3 separate regions of the Mus musculus genome follow, and all the other regions are linked to region 1. Evidence: chromatin contacts called from public HiChIP or PLAC-seq data. All regions are on one chromosome and are shown on one strand. The core of a region is the stretch at or near the end of the contact, and the rest is flanking DNA. Distances in the headings are between cores, read along the strand shown.

Region 1 (3,876 bases), core at 273-2,772:
ACATAGATATGAGATATGTGATAGCCAGGCGGTGGTATTTAGCTACAAGTCAGACCTGTTATTATATGGCCACCATGCTCAATAACTGGTGATTTGCACAAGCAGAGTTAAAAAACGTACGTTAACAAAGGAAAACTTCAAATCCAGATCTCTAAACCTGAGGTTCATGGGTGAGCTAAAAACCATGTGACATTTTGAAACATGACTTCCCAGCCTTGGCCCTACTCACACTTCAAGCTAGATGATTCTGGGTGTGCCCTGTGTAGTTACAGAGCAGACTCCTGGCTTTATGGACTGGCTGCCAGTAGGGCCTTCCCAGTCTATGGGTCATGCTTACCCCAAATATCTCCAGACTCTGCCAAATGTCTCCCAGGAACTATTCTTTCCTCTTCTCAAGACTATTGTGATAAACTTAATGTGTATTACATCGCTTTCCTGGGAGGCTCATTACCTGTATCCTATTCCTACAAAGGAAAGGCTTGGAATCAATCACTTAAAACCTTTCAAACAATCCTGAAACAACCTGTCTCCAGCTGATGCCGCCCAATTCAATGGTGCACTCGAAATTTTATTATGAAATATATTCCTACCCAGTTATTACTTCCAGCTGCTTTGAAAAAGGCACATCACAAAAACTGCATCTAGGCAAGTATGTACTTCAAAAGTTGCTGGTCCCAGATGGCAGCTTCCTAAAATAACTGTCCTCTGTGGAGACTCCAGAGGTCAGTCAGTCACCCACAGAATACGGCTCTGGCTTCCGAAGGGTTAAAAAGGCTGATGGCAAGTCAGAACTGGGCAGGGCCTGAGAAGAAATCAAAAGGAGCAGATTTCAGAAAGGAAATTCAAAGGTTGTGTAGATAGATGTTAAAGCTGATCATGGGTTGGGGAGTGGAGTGGGTAAGAGGCAGGGAAGGGGACGGGAGGAGAAAGGAGGGTAGCAGAAAGAGGAGAGAGGGTGAGAGGGGAGGTAAGGGAGTGGGGGGAAACCCAGGAAAGAGGAAGAGGAAAAAGAGGAAGAGAAATGTCTTGAAAGAAGTTCCCAAAGGTTTGCAGCTGTTGGGAGAGGCTGGCAGGGGAGTAGCCTGCCTTCTTTCTTTCTGGCTTTGCCCCCACGGAATCCAGCAGCCTCGCATGGCGTGCCCAGCCTTCTCTTTCCTATGTCCACACCCGTCATGCTCTCTGCCCTCCAAAGTGACCACTTCTCAAGAGCCCCTTAAAGCTCATAGACATCGCTCTCCCCATCTCTGAGGCTACTTCCCATCCTGGTCCTCATAAAGGCCGCGCGAACACTGCAGCCCCAGACCCCAGGGTTTGACCCAGAAAAGCAAACAGGGGTCGGGTGTGGCCTCGGCGCCCCCGGGGAGCTGCGGGGAAGGCGAGCAACTTTCTCCCTGGATTCTCAGTCTGTCTGCCGCCCCCACTCTCGCGCGTCCAGGACTGCGCGGCGGGGCCGAGGGGAGGGGACAGCGGCAAAGGGAGGGCGGGGAAGAGGCGGCGCGTGCCTCGCCTGCCAAAGCTGGAGCCGGCATCCACCGTGTTCCCGGGCCGCACGGCCGCAGCCGGCGGGCTCTCCGGGTGGGTCCCCCTGACCCTCCACCCCAGCTCTCCAGACTCGCCTCGATCTCCGTCGGGATAGTGGCAAAGGCAAGAAAGACAGTCTTCTTTGGTGCCGCGCTGTCCCCGCCAGGGAAAGACAGCAAGTTGTGCTGCGCCCGGGACTCGCGAGGGACCGCGGCCGCCGCCCGACCGGGTAAGTAGCGCGCCCCGGGGCCCCGTGCCCGGGTCCCTCCTGTCTTTCCGAGTGGCATAGTTCAGCTGAGGTCCTGTCGGCCTCCGGGGGGTGCTGCCTTCCTTTCCATCCTTATCCGTCCCTTTCTCAGAGCCGGCTGCAAGAACTTCCCCGTGCCGCTTTGCATCCAGAGATCATTGTGTGTGTTCCTGTGTGCTCCAGGGTGCGGTGCGTGCGTCTAGCAGTTTTGGGGGAGGATGGTGGGTTTAAGTTCATCTGGACTAGGGTAACTCACTCCAGCTGAGAAAGAGGTCCCTTTCTTCCCACTCCCCACCTTTAATGGTAACCCCCAGACCAACTCAACTTCAGCCTCTGCTCACAGCTGACACGATTTTAAAAACCGTAGCCAGAGGGAGCTCCCCTTTGGGTAGAATCCAGAACAGAGGGCGAGCAAAGTGTAGGAGACTGGAGTTTGGAAGCAGTTTGCAGATGGAACCCGACGGGGTGGGGGTGTTCTTCTGTGTTCTTTGTGGAGAGTGTAGCCAGGTGTGCAAGCCAGCCCACCTCATCGAACCCTTTTGAATAGCTGACTTGACATTAGGTATTGGAAAAGAGTGAGTGCTTGGTCTGAAATGGCCAGCAGGTGAAAGCACTGAAGCCAAGGAGTCAAAATAGGAGGCGTGAACACATTTGCCCCGGAAAATTAAGACAGAAGGCGTTTTTAGTGTTATCGAGTACTGGGGGTGTGTAACTATATATCACCCGATATATACACCCGAGTGGTGAATACTGTTAGTTAAATTTACAGTAACTGGGGGTGTGTAACTATATATCCAATGTATACACCTGAGTGGTGAATACTGTTAGTTAAATTTACAGTACTTCTGTAATTGTATGAAGTTCCCACTATCATGTTGCTTGGTTGGCACACTCATCAAGTGATGCCGAGGAGTGGCTAGAAACTAAGTGTGAACTTGCAAGCCAAATAAACAAACTACTGTATGGTCCATTTTATTTTAATATCCGGAATTATGTCTCCTGCTAGTAAAAAATGCTACATTGCTTTTAATGTGAGTATGTGAAATGAATTCACTGGCTTGGCAAATAGAAGCCATTCGTTTCTTTAAGTAAATAGCTGTCAGAGTTAATTTGGGAGCATTTTTACAGGAGATAAAGACGTGGAAAAGCTTTGAGCTAGTTTGGCAAAACTTGTATAGAGATGCGTATGGAGAGAATTAGTTCTTCCCACTTTTGAAGCGTTGAAGGAAGTTTGAAGTTTCCTAAATGAAAACCGTGGAGCTTCTTGAGACGTGTAAATATGCTAGACATACTTAGCTTTCCTTGTTTCCTATTCCATTTTACCAGGGGCCACCAGCCATCTTCACTCCAAAGTATGAGAAGCTGATCGCGGTAATACTGAAACTCTGTTACGGCAAGTAGCTACATACGCCTTGAAGAGCGGTGGACTACCTGGGAGTTTCTTGTGACTACACGCCTTCCTTCACACCTTTAGTGCAATCACAGCGGACCCTCATTGCACTGCCTGTTGGAAGATGGCGTCCAGCCTGACTTGTACTGGGGTGATCTGGGCTTTGCTTTCCTTCCTTTCCGCTGCCACCTCCTGTGTGGGGTTCTTCATGCCATACTGGCTCTGGGGGTCTCAGCTAGGCAAGCCTGTATCCTTTGGCACTTTCCGGAGGTGCTCCTATCCTGTTCACGATGAGAGTCGGCAGATGATGGTGATGGTGGAGGAGTGTGGGCGCTATGCCTCCTTCCAGGGCATCCCCAGCACCGAGTGGAGGATCTGTACCATAGTGACAGGCCTTGGCTGCGGCCTGTTGCTCCTGGTGGCTCTCACTGCCCTGATGGGTTGCTGCGTGTCGGAACTCATCTCCAGGACTGTAGGAAGAGTGGCTGGGGGAATCCAGTTCCTGGGGGGTAAGTGACTTTGCCAAACTTGAATTGTTTCCATAGAATCTCAAAGCAGTATAGAAAATTATGTTTCATTTGTCTTCTGATGCTTGGTTGTAATTGGCATTTGGAGTACAAGAAAAAATAGATCTGAAGTGGCCATGGTAAGAGATCCAGCAAAGTCCAAGATTTTTGCCAGAATTCTTTTTACAGTGTCAGGGTTCTTCATGCCTGTT
Region 2 (3,924 bases), core at 140-2,639, 300 kb after region 1:
AACAAAACCCCAAAAACAAACAACAACAACAGAAATGGACAGATAAGGTCCTAGGACTCCAAGCAGTGAATCCTCTGTATTTGGTCCACAAGGAAGGGAAGTATACAGAGTCAGCTGACTCAGTCTCTCAGGGAAGGCTACCATGCACCCATCAGGTTACGTGAACATGGTGGTGTTTCCTGGTGGGGTTTCTTGCTTCCGCTTCTTCGGCTTGCCGGCACTGATCCTACCCTTCCAGAGAGCTGTTTGTTTCCTGTAGAAAGTTGGGTTCACTGAGGAGGGTGTATTCACAATGATAGCATCCTGCATTCATCACAGAGTCCATAGCACCAAATGCCAGGTTCTGAATTGCTTCAGTTTGCTGGCAGATCTCTGAATTTGCTCATTAAAAAAAAAAAAAAAAAATCACATAACACATTACTTATGAGACTGGCTTCTGTCTTTGGTCCTGTCCACCACTTTCTAGGATTGTAGCGATCATCTGGTATTTGAAATTATTTTATTTGTCAATTCTGTTTGTTTTTCCTTTAGCCATCCACCACATGAAGCTCACAAACTTAATTCTGACACCTTGGACTGTGCCAGGAAACTTGGTAAGGTTGAGTGGGTGTAGAGAGACCCCTGTACCCAGGCACCCTTCTGAGGACAGTAGGTATCTCCCTGCTCCCTAAGAAGATTCCTGGCCCAGAACATGTGACCCACAAAGGGACATGACCAATGGTCACACAGCACAGAACAGAGTTCTCCATGCTAATAAGGTACCTAGAGGCCCTGAGGGTTTAGCCAATAAGCTTCCCTTCCAGGACATTCCTTCTTGCAAAAGGTATTTAATCTCTGGTCCACCCTAAGGAGGTGGTATGCACCCATTTTCTATGATGAACAATCAATGAACAGTTTGTCACCAAAGACTCTTTCATCAAGAACAACTGAAGGGATCATGGAGAAAGCTTTCATCTACAGAGCTTAAGTCTCCTGCAGAAGGCCCCTCTGTTCTCCCAGACAATCACCACTAAGATCAATCACTGATGAGCTAAGCAGGAGTTCCTCCATCCCCCAGGTCCCAGGCTTTCGTTGTCCTCAGCCTGCAGGCCCCTCTGTTCTGACTCCTCCGAAATTTCCAGCAGCGTATGGGTGTCCAAGAGTTTGGGAAGCCCCGAATCCTAGGCTTCTCCTCGAAGGACTGTGGGCTCCCTCCATACTGACTCTATGCAGTTTCCAGCCGTGACTAGATGCCCAGGAGTGAGGTGACCCCAGCTTTCAGCTTCAGCCTATGTCGCCTATGTCACTTGAGCTGAGGCCTCCAGCAAGCCATGGCTGCATTCTCCCACCATCTAAGCAGTGCATTGGTGCTTCCCACAAGCCCAGCACCGGATGACTGCATAAGGTAAATGTAGTCTAGGGTCTCGAGTTTCCCCTGCCCGAGCAGCATTCCCACACTGCAACAGCAAGGCAGAAAGCAGGACTGCACCTGGCACTGATTGCCAGTTAATTCATGAGGATTTATGAAGTGAAAGAAAAAGAAAGAGCTATCACACTTCAGATCCCAGGCCTGTAGTCTCTATACCTACACATGCTTAATTAGGAGACGCTCATTTGGGAGAGATGGGGATCAGCTGTTTTGCCAGGAAGTGTTCATGAACCCCAAAAGACCACCAAGGAGATGATTCTGATGCAATTGCACTAGGGTCTCTTTATTTAAGCTCAAACTTGGTCCACACAACCATCTCTAACTCATTGGAATGGGAGGGTGCAGCCTCGAACCTAGTTTCAGGTAAGCATTTATAGAGGCAAGAAGGGGGTGTCTAGCCTGATACACATTCGATTGGTGGTTGTTAGGAAGTGAAGTGTCAGGGGCAGGCTTGTATCTTTGGGGTGCAGATTTGTTGGGGAATAACCTGGAAACTGGTGTTATATATAGGTCTTATTGGGTAGTAGCCTGGATACTGGTACTGGGTGCCAGTTTGTTAGTTAACTCGAGTTTAATCTTAGGTCAGGTTCTCTAAGCTGGAGTCTGAACCTAACAGATTTGGTCCCTCAGAACCTCTGTGGTTCTCTTTCAGAGGTGTCACTGGCAGTCTCAGGAAAACCATAAGCACTCACCCGGTTTCTTCCTGATCTACTCAGCTAGCTGGATGACTGCGGTTCTGAATCCTATCCTATGTGTCTACTTGGGTTCCTGAATTCTTGTGGTGATGCTAAACTGTTTCTGTGTCCTTCCATCCCAGATGCTCTGCTGCTCCAAATGGAATTGAGTGAAGCTCTGTCATCCTTATCAGTTGGTATCTATACTGATGCCCACCGGATTCACCTTCATCTTGTAGCTTCTTCTACTCCAACAGCTTCAGGCCCAATGTTGAGGTAGAGTAATACTACAGACAAACGCTGTGTTCCTACAGCCTCTGCACTCAGTTCTCAAGAGCACTGGGCAAGGCAATAAAGCTTTTACACAGCTACTTTCTACTATGCTCTTCGGCTCTGAAACTTCACTTTCCCTACTGAGTCAGCCTGTCCTCTCTCTACATCCAGTGTCAAACGTGTGTTATGTGACTTCTGAGGATGCACAAATAAATGTCTATTTACCCCAAAAGAAGCCCAGTGACAGATGGCAGAAATAGTCACATCCAACTTCAGCTTGGTGTATCAATGACCTCAGCAGGATTATTGCAAGAGCATGTGTCACTCAAGGGCACCACTCAAAGCTTACGCAGCTGGGATGACCACGCACTGCACCTCTGGAGATCCTTGTAGAACTTTCAGTCATCTCCACAAAGGTGCATTTGCAGCAGATTCTCCACTGAACCCCTGGACCAGGCACAGGCACAGTCTCTCCCATCTCTTTCCCATGAAGTAGCTCTGATACTTAGCTTGGAAAGCCATAAATCAAGTTTATACTGGCCTGGGTTTAATGTCCTGATTATAAATCATATGCAATGAAATTATGCCAGGCCTGTCACCCTCAACTCTGAGGTGTCCTCACAGGGAGTAGTTCCCACACTCTACCCACTTTCTGGTACTAATAAAAGGCCAGCGTCACCAGGCCTAGTCAAGTGCAAAGTGTTCAAAGGAACAGCAACCTGTTGGGATTCCTCTCACTATGGTGACAGTGTGTATTGGTCTATCCAGGAAATGTCGGAAATCCTTTTCCAACACAGAGTCCTTTCAAAAACAGGTACACCAATGGGGAGATGTCTCAAGGTGATTCAGTATTGTCTCAACAGCCAAAGTCAACTGCCCAAAAGCCTTCATCACAAGGTCTAGCTGACCTGACTTGCATGGTTTCTCTTGGAAAGCTCTAACTTAACCCCTCCTCTCTGAAGACAAGCTTCAAGATCATTCCATCCAGTACTTTTCAAAAAACGAGCCCCCCAACCCCAACTGCAGTGGCTCTGGGAGATGGCTTCATTTCTGATCCATCCTTTTAAACTGGAAGCTTTATTTTTGCAAGAGGAGCTTGAATTAAGCACATGCACACTAGTAGAGTGTGTGTGACATTGCTTATGAAGAAATACACTTCCACAGGGCTTTGTTCTTTGTGATCAAGCACTGTTTCAATCAACAACGGGGATTAACTCTGAAAATTTTTGAAACATCAGATTTTTCTTTTGATTATAAAAAGAGAATATGATTATTTTGCTTCTACCAATTGCTTCAAAAATATAATTAATAAAAAGTATTCTGCTTTAAAATTGAAAATGTTTTATCACACATTTGAAAAGTAACCCCCCCCCACCCCACACACACACACTAGTGAAACTCCTATTGGGGCAAATAAACTTTTCTGTTTTGAAAGATTCTATATTTATTATTGGACAAATGCCCCAATTTAGACATGAGCAAGTCTTCAGGTTAAGAAAAAAAAAATAATATGAAGAAAATTAACTAGACTCGTTGGGTTAAAATAAATAATAATAAAAAAAATCTTAT
Region 3 (3,569 bases), core at 812-3,311, 370 kb after region 1:
AACCCGTTTGTCAATGTCTCCACCAGACTAACATGAGAGCATGATGGTAGTTCAAGTTGTCTGAACTTGGGAGCCTGCACCCTTGGCTGTTGTCCAGGGAAATGTTGTCCGCCCATGCAGCTGCCCAGTGAGGAGTTCTTCCTCGGACATGTGCTGGGCTTAAAGATATAGAAACTAAATCTCTAAATTAAATAGCATGGCTCCAGTTGTTTACCAGTACCAGCTGGTTGATCCAGCTGAATCCTCTCTAGAGAGAAACTGAAAGTGGAAGATATATATATGTGTGTGTGTTTGTGTGTGTGTGTGTCTGTGTGTGTGTCTGTGTGTGTGTGTCTGTCTGTGTGTGTGTATACATATACATATATATATATATGATTGCATTTTTCTAAATGGTTTTGGATTTTATTTTAGTTGCAACACGATCTTACATGTCTGCTCGCGATGCCACTGTGCAGCAGAAGATGGTCATTTCACCTCTACCTCCCGGGTGCTGAAGTTTTCTCCGTGGGCCACCTCCCCATATTTATGCCGTTCTGGGATTGAACCCATAGCTTAGAGCTTGCCTGATGAATGCTCTGCCAGCTGAGCTGCATGGCTTGTGCTACCTGAGGGTTCTTAAAGCTGTGACTCACTCTGTCATAGTATATGTGGAAACAGGGAGTGTGGCTTGGTGGGAGAACACATGTGCTTCGCACACCCTAGGTTCAATCCCCATCATTCCTCCCTCCAGATTTAATTACACATGATAAAGTAAATGAAGAACTTTACATTTTTCTGTGAGTTGATAAAGAGGGGGGAATGTTACCTTATTAGCAGCCAATTAGGAGGAAGTAATTAAAAGTGTGACATAACAATATTGTGTTCTCAATCTATAGACAGGGCAGGTTCTGCTTGGGAGCGAATAGACTTTCCAGTGGTGGGATTCTTCAGTTCCCTTGCAGGTTCCTGATTTCGTTTGTCACAGACTGATCTTGGCCCAGTTACTGGCATGTGCTGAATACTTCAAATGCACAATCAACACAAAACAATAACTTGTAGAGAAATATTATGTATGTTTTCAGAGAGGTTCCCAATATAGACATTAGTAGCTGATTCTGATGAGATCCATGAGCCAATCCACCTTTGAGCATCATTTACCTAAGTATCTCTCAAAGATCCTACATTGAATCCCTTGACATGAAGGTTAGGAATTCATCACTGGGGTTGGGGTGGCTCAGTCCAGTATAGATCGGAGGATATATATATTCATGAATACTATGTCAATGCATTTATGCACCTCCTTTGGATTTAAAAGATCACTATAGGCATGCCACTGATATAAAATAACTGTAACACGCATTTCCTAAAGACTGAATTGGTCGGCTGTATGTATTGCAGATGTGCCTTTTGGTCAAGAGGTTTGAGTGGACTCACTGCACACAGCACAGGAGTCTATTTAGCACTAACTTTACAAAGTGACAGTGCCTGTTTACACCCAAACAGCACTGTGCAAGCTCTAGTTGGATATTAATCTTCAAAGTCAAAGTCCTATGGCTTCCTTCAGCCAGAAGAAAATGCCTAGATTCCCAACTTGCTTAATGTATTTTTCGTTTTTAAATTTTTCATGGGTGAAAGGACTGTCATCATTAGAGACAGTACTGTTCAAGGCATGTGTTTAAGGTTTGTTAAATCACTAGTAAACTACAGCCTCTTGTCTCGCAGCTTTAAGATGGCTTTCACAAAATCCAACCCAGACCTTCTGTCTGTGCAGCTTTCTCTACCCTCCCAGCGAGCAGGGCTACCATGCATTTAGACATTCACTTTCCCCAGCTCAGGCCCCCATGTGTATTTGGCCAAAAGTGTGCCTTATCTCTTCCAAGTCAGTATTGGTTTGCATGCAGGAATTGCATGTAATGAAATTGCCAGTCCCACCTTTTGCAATGAATTTATTCTTTTATTTTTACAACCACCTTGTGTCTGGATTGCTTTGCTTTAGAGAACAAATGACTAAGGACTTGACTTCATAAACCCTAAGCTTGTTACTCCTCTAACTCGCCCTGGGGAGCGGGCTAATGGAAGGAATGTGTAAGGGAAGCAGAGTGACAAGCAATCTTTATTGTTCAGTGGAATGCAGTGCAATATGCTCTTGGGAGGCTCTTGGGATTTGAATATCAGAAGGACTGCTGGCAGCTTGGGTTTGCTTATGCAGCCCTGTTTAGGAATGCTCATATGGCATGCGATTGTCCTGTGCCTACAACTGACAGTGCCATCTGTTCCTTGCTTACTGAGCAGTGAGATTTAGTCTGTCATCTCCAAATGACCACAAATGCACTTTAGCTCTCGCGGGCACACACACACACACAACCCTTACCCCAACCTAAACAGAAGGCACTTGCTTGGCTTTCCACCTCAAGCTTTAGTCTCAGCAGGAAGCTCAGATGAGTCAAGCATCAACTTGAGTCAGGTGGAGGCCCTCCTGCCTGGTAGAGAACTGTGAGGTCCATGAGACTCGGAAATCAAAACTCATCACATTCGGAGACAGGCAGCATAGAAGATGCATTACGATGACAGATAGCAAAAGTCAAAAAGGAAAGTAATCTCTCTGGGAGGAAAGGATCTGGAAGGCTGTCAATAGATAAGTCAGACTCAGGCAATGTAACCAGCAGTAGATGGGTGACAGACCAACTTCATGTAGACAAAAATTATTGGGCTGGAGAAGTGGCTCAGCGGGTAAGAGCACTGACTGCTCTTCTGAAGGTCCTGAGTTCAAATTCCAGCAACCACACGGTGGCTCACAACCACCTGTAATGAGATCTGATGCCCTCTTCCGGTGTGTCTGAAGACAGCTACAGTGTACTTATATATAACAATAAATAAATCTTTAAAACAAAAACAAGAAAACAAAAAAGAAAGTTATTTATGTTTATGTGTATAGGTACCTTAACTCAAGGTATTTATGCATACCATATCTGTGCAGTACCCACAGAGGCTGGAAGAGGGCATATGATGCCCTGGGACTGGCATTAGGTATAACTGTGGACCACCAAGTGGGTCTGGGAACTGTGTCTGTATCCTCTGCAAGAGCAGCCACTGCTCTTAACAGCTGAGCTGTCTCTCCAGCCTTTAGAATCAGATTCTAAGGAATAACAAGCACTGGCGTGTAAACTGTGGCTGTGTAACTGTCACTTGAAAACAGTTATTTCTTTTATAAGCTTCATCTCCCTCATCTTCAGCGGAGCTCAGAGACCCACAGACACAGCTGTGCCGACATCAGAAATGGAGACATTGAACAGTGACTAATGAGCCATGAGTGTAGACAACATATGCCCGGAAGTTTCTGTTATTGCTTTATATATAATATATAAAAGGATCATTGAACAATTGACTAAAGACAGGATAAAAGAATTTAATTTTTATTCCTGTCTTTTCACAGAAAAAAAAAGTTCCCAAATCATGGAAGGCCCCTTAGATGTGGGGGTGTTAGTGTGTGTAAGGAAGGTGGAAACCAAGGCCATTTCAACAAGATATTTGTATAGTTCATCTAAAGAAAAAAATAATAAAGACCTCCAATTACACAACAGAAAGTGCTG

Evidence for each region. HiChIP or PLAC-seq counts read pairs in DNA pulled down with a chosen protein or histone mark.
Region 2: a contact with region 1 is called in an H3K4me3 HiChIP or PLAC-seq map of embryonic limb bud, with 5 times the contacts expected there. The contact joins the enhancer-like site here to the promoter of Lhfp in region 1. A contact is called at or near these places in 8 of 39 promoter capture datasets (the C10 cell line, cranial neural crest, embryonic stem cells and 5 more), 2 of 15 datasets of contacts at CTCF or cohesin (large pre-B cells and pro-B cells), 22 of 484 Hi-C or Micro-C datasets (LSK cells, the STO cell line, cerebellar granule neurons and 13 more), 14 of 115 datasets of contacts at active chromatin or transcription factors (T-cell acute lymphoblastic leukemia, craniofacial prominence, embryonic fibroblasts and 10 more) and 2 of 9 other capture datasets (adipose tissue and liver).
Region 3: a contact with region 1 is called in an H3K4me3 HiChIP or PLAC-seq map of embryonic limb bud, with 7 times the contacts expected there. The contact joins the enhancer-like site here to the promoter of Lhfp in region 1. A contact is called at or near these places in 8 of 39 promoter capture datasets (the C10 cell line, the HPC-7 cell line, HPC-7-derived erythroid cells and 5 more), 4 of 484 Hi-C or Micro-C datasets (cerebellar granule neurons, cerebellum and cortical neurons), 10 of 115 datasets of contacts at active chromatin or transcription factors (craniofacial prominence, embryonic basal ganglia, embryonic forebrain and 6 more) and 3 of 9 other capture datasets (adipose tissue, embryonic stem cells and liver).

What each region holds. Positions count from the first base shown.
Region 1 is chr3:53,040,025-53,043,900 of GRCm38.p6, forward strand. It overlaps Lhfp (lipoma HMGIC fusion partner), which reads left to right and starts at 1,523. Exons shown (of 4, transcript NM_175386.3): 1 at 1,523-1,750; 2 at 3,095-3,667. The coding sequence starts at 3,283.
Region 2 is chr3:53,342,447-53,346,370 of GRCm38.p6, forward strand. No RefSeq gene overlaps it. Among named protein-coding and RNA genes, the nearest start is that of Gm40048, 51 kb to the right of the region's middle. Within about 2 kb of position 1,390, at least 2 of the 459 cell types and tissues checked have an H3K27ac peak or open chromatin away from gene starts, as enhancers often do. A contact at or near this core is called in embryonic limb bud, where this site is marked.
Region 3 is chr3:53,414,035-53,417,603 of GRCm38.p6, forward strand. It overlaps the pseudogene Gm43471. Among named protein-coding and RNA genes, the nearest start is that of Gm40048, 20 kb to the left of the region's middle. Within about 2 kb of position 2,062, at least 23 of the 459 cell types and tissues checked have an H3K27ac peak or open chromatin away from gene starts, as enhancers often do. A contact at or near this core is called in cerebellar granule neurons, cerebellum, cortical neurons and 1 more, where this site is marked.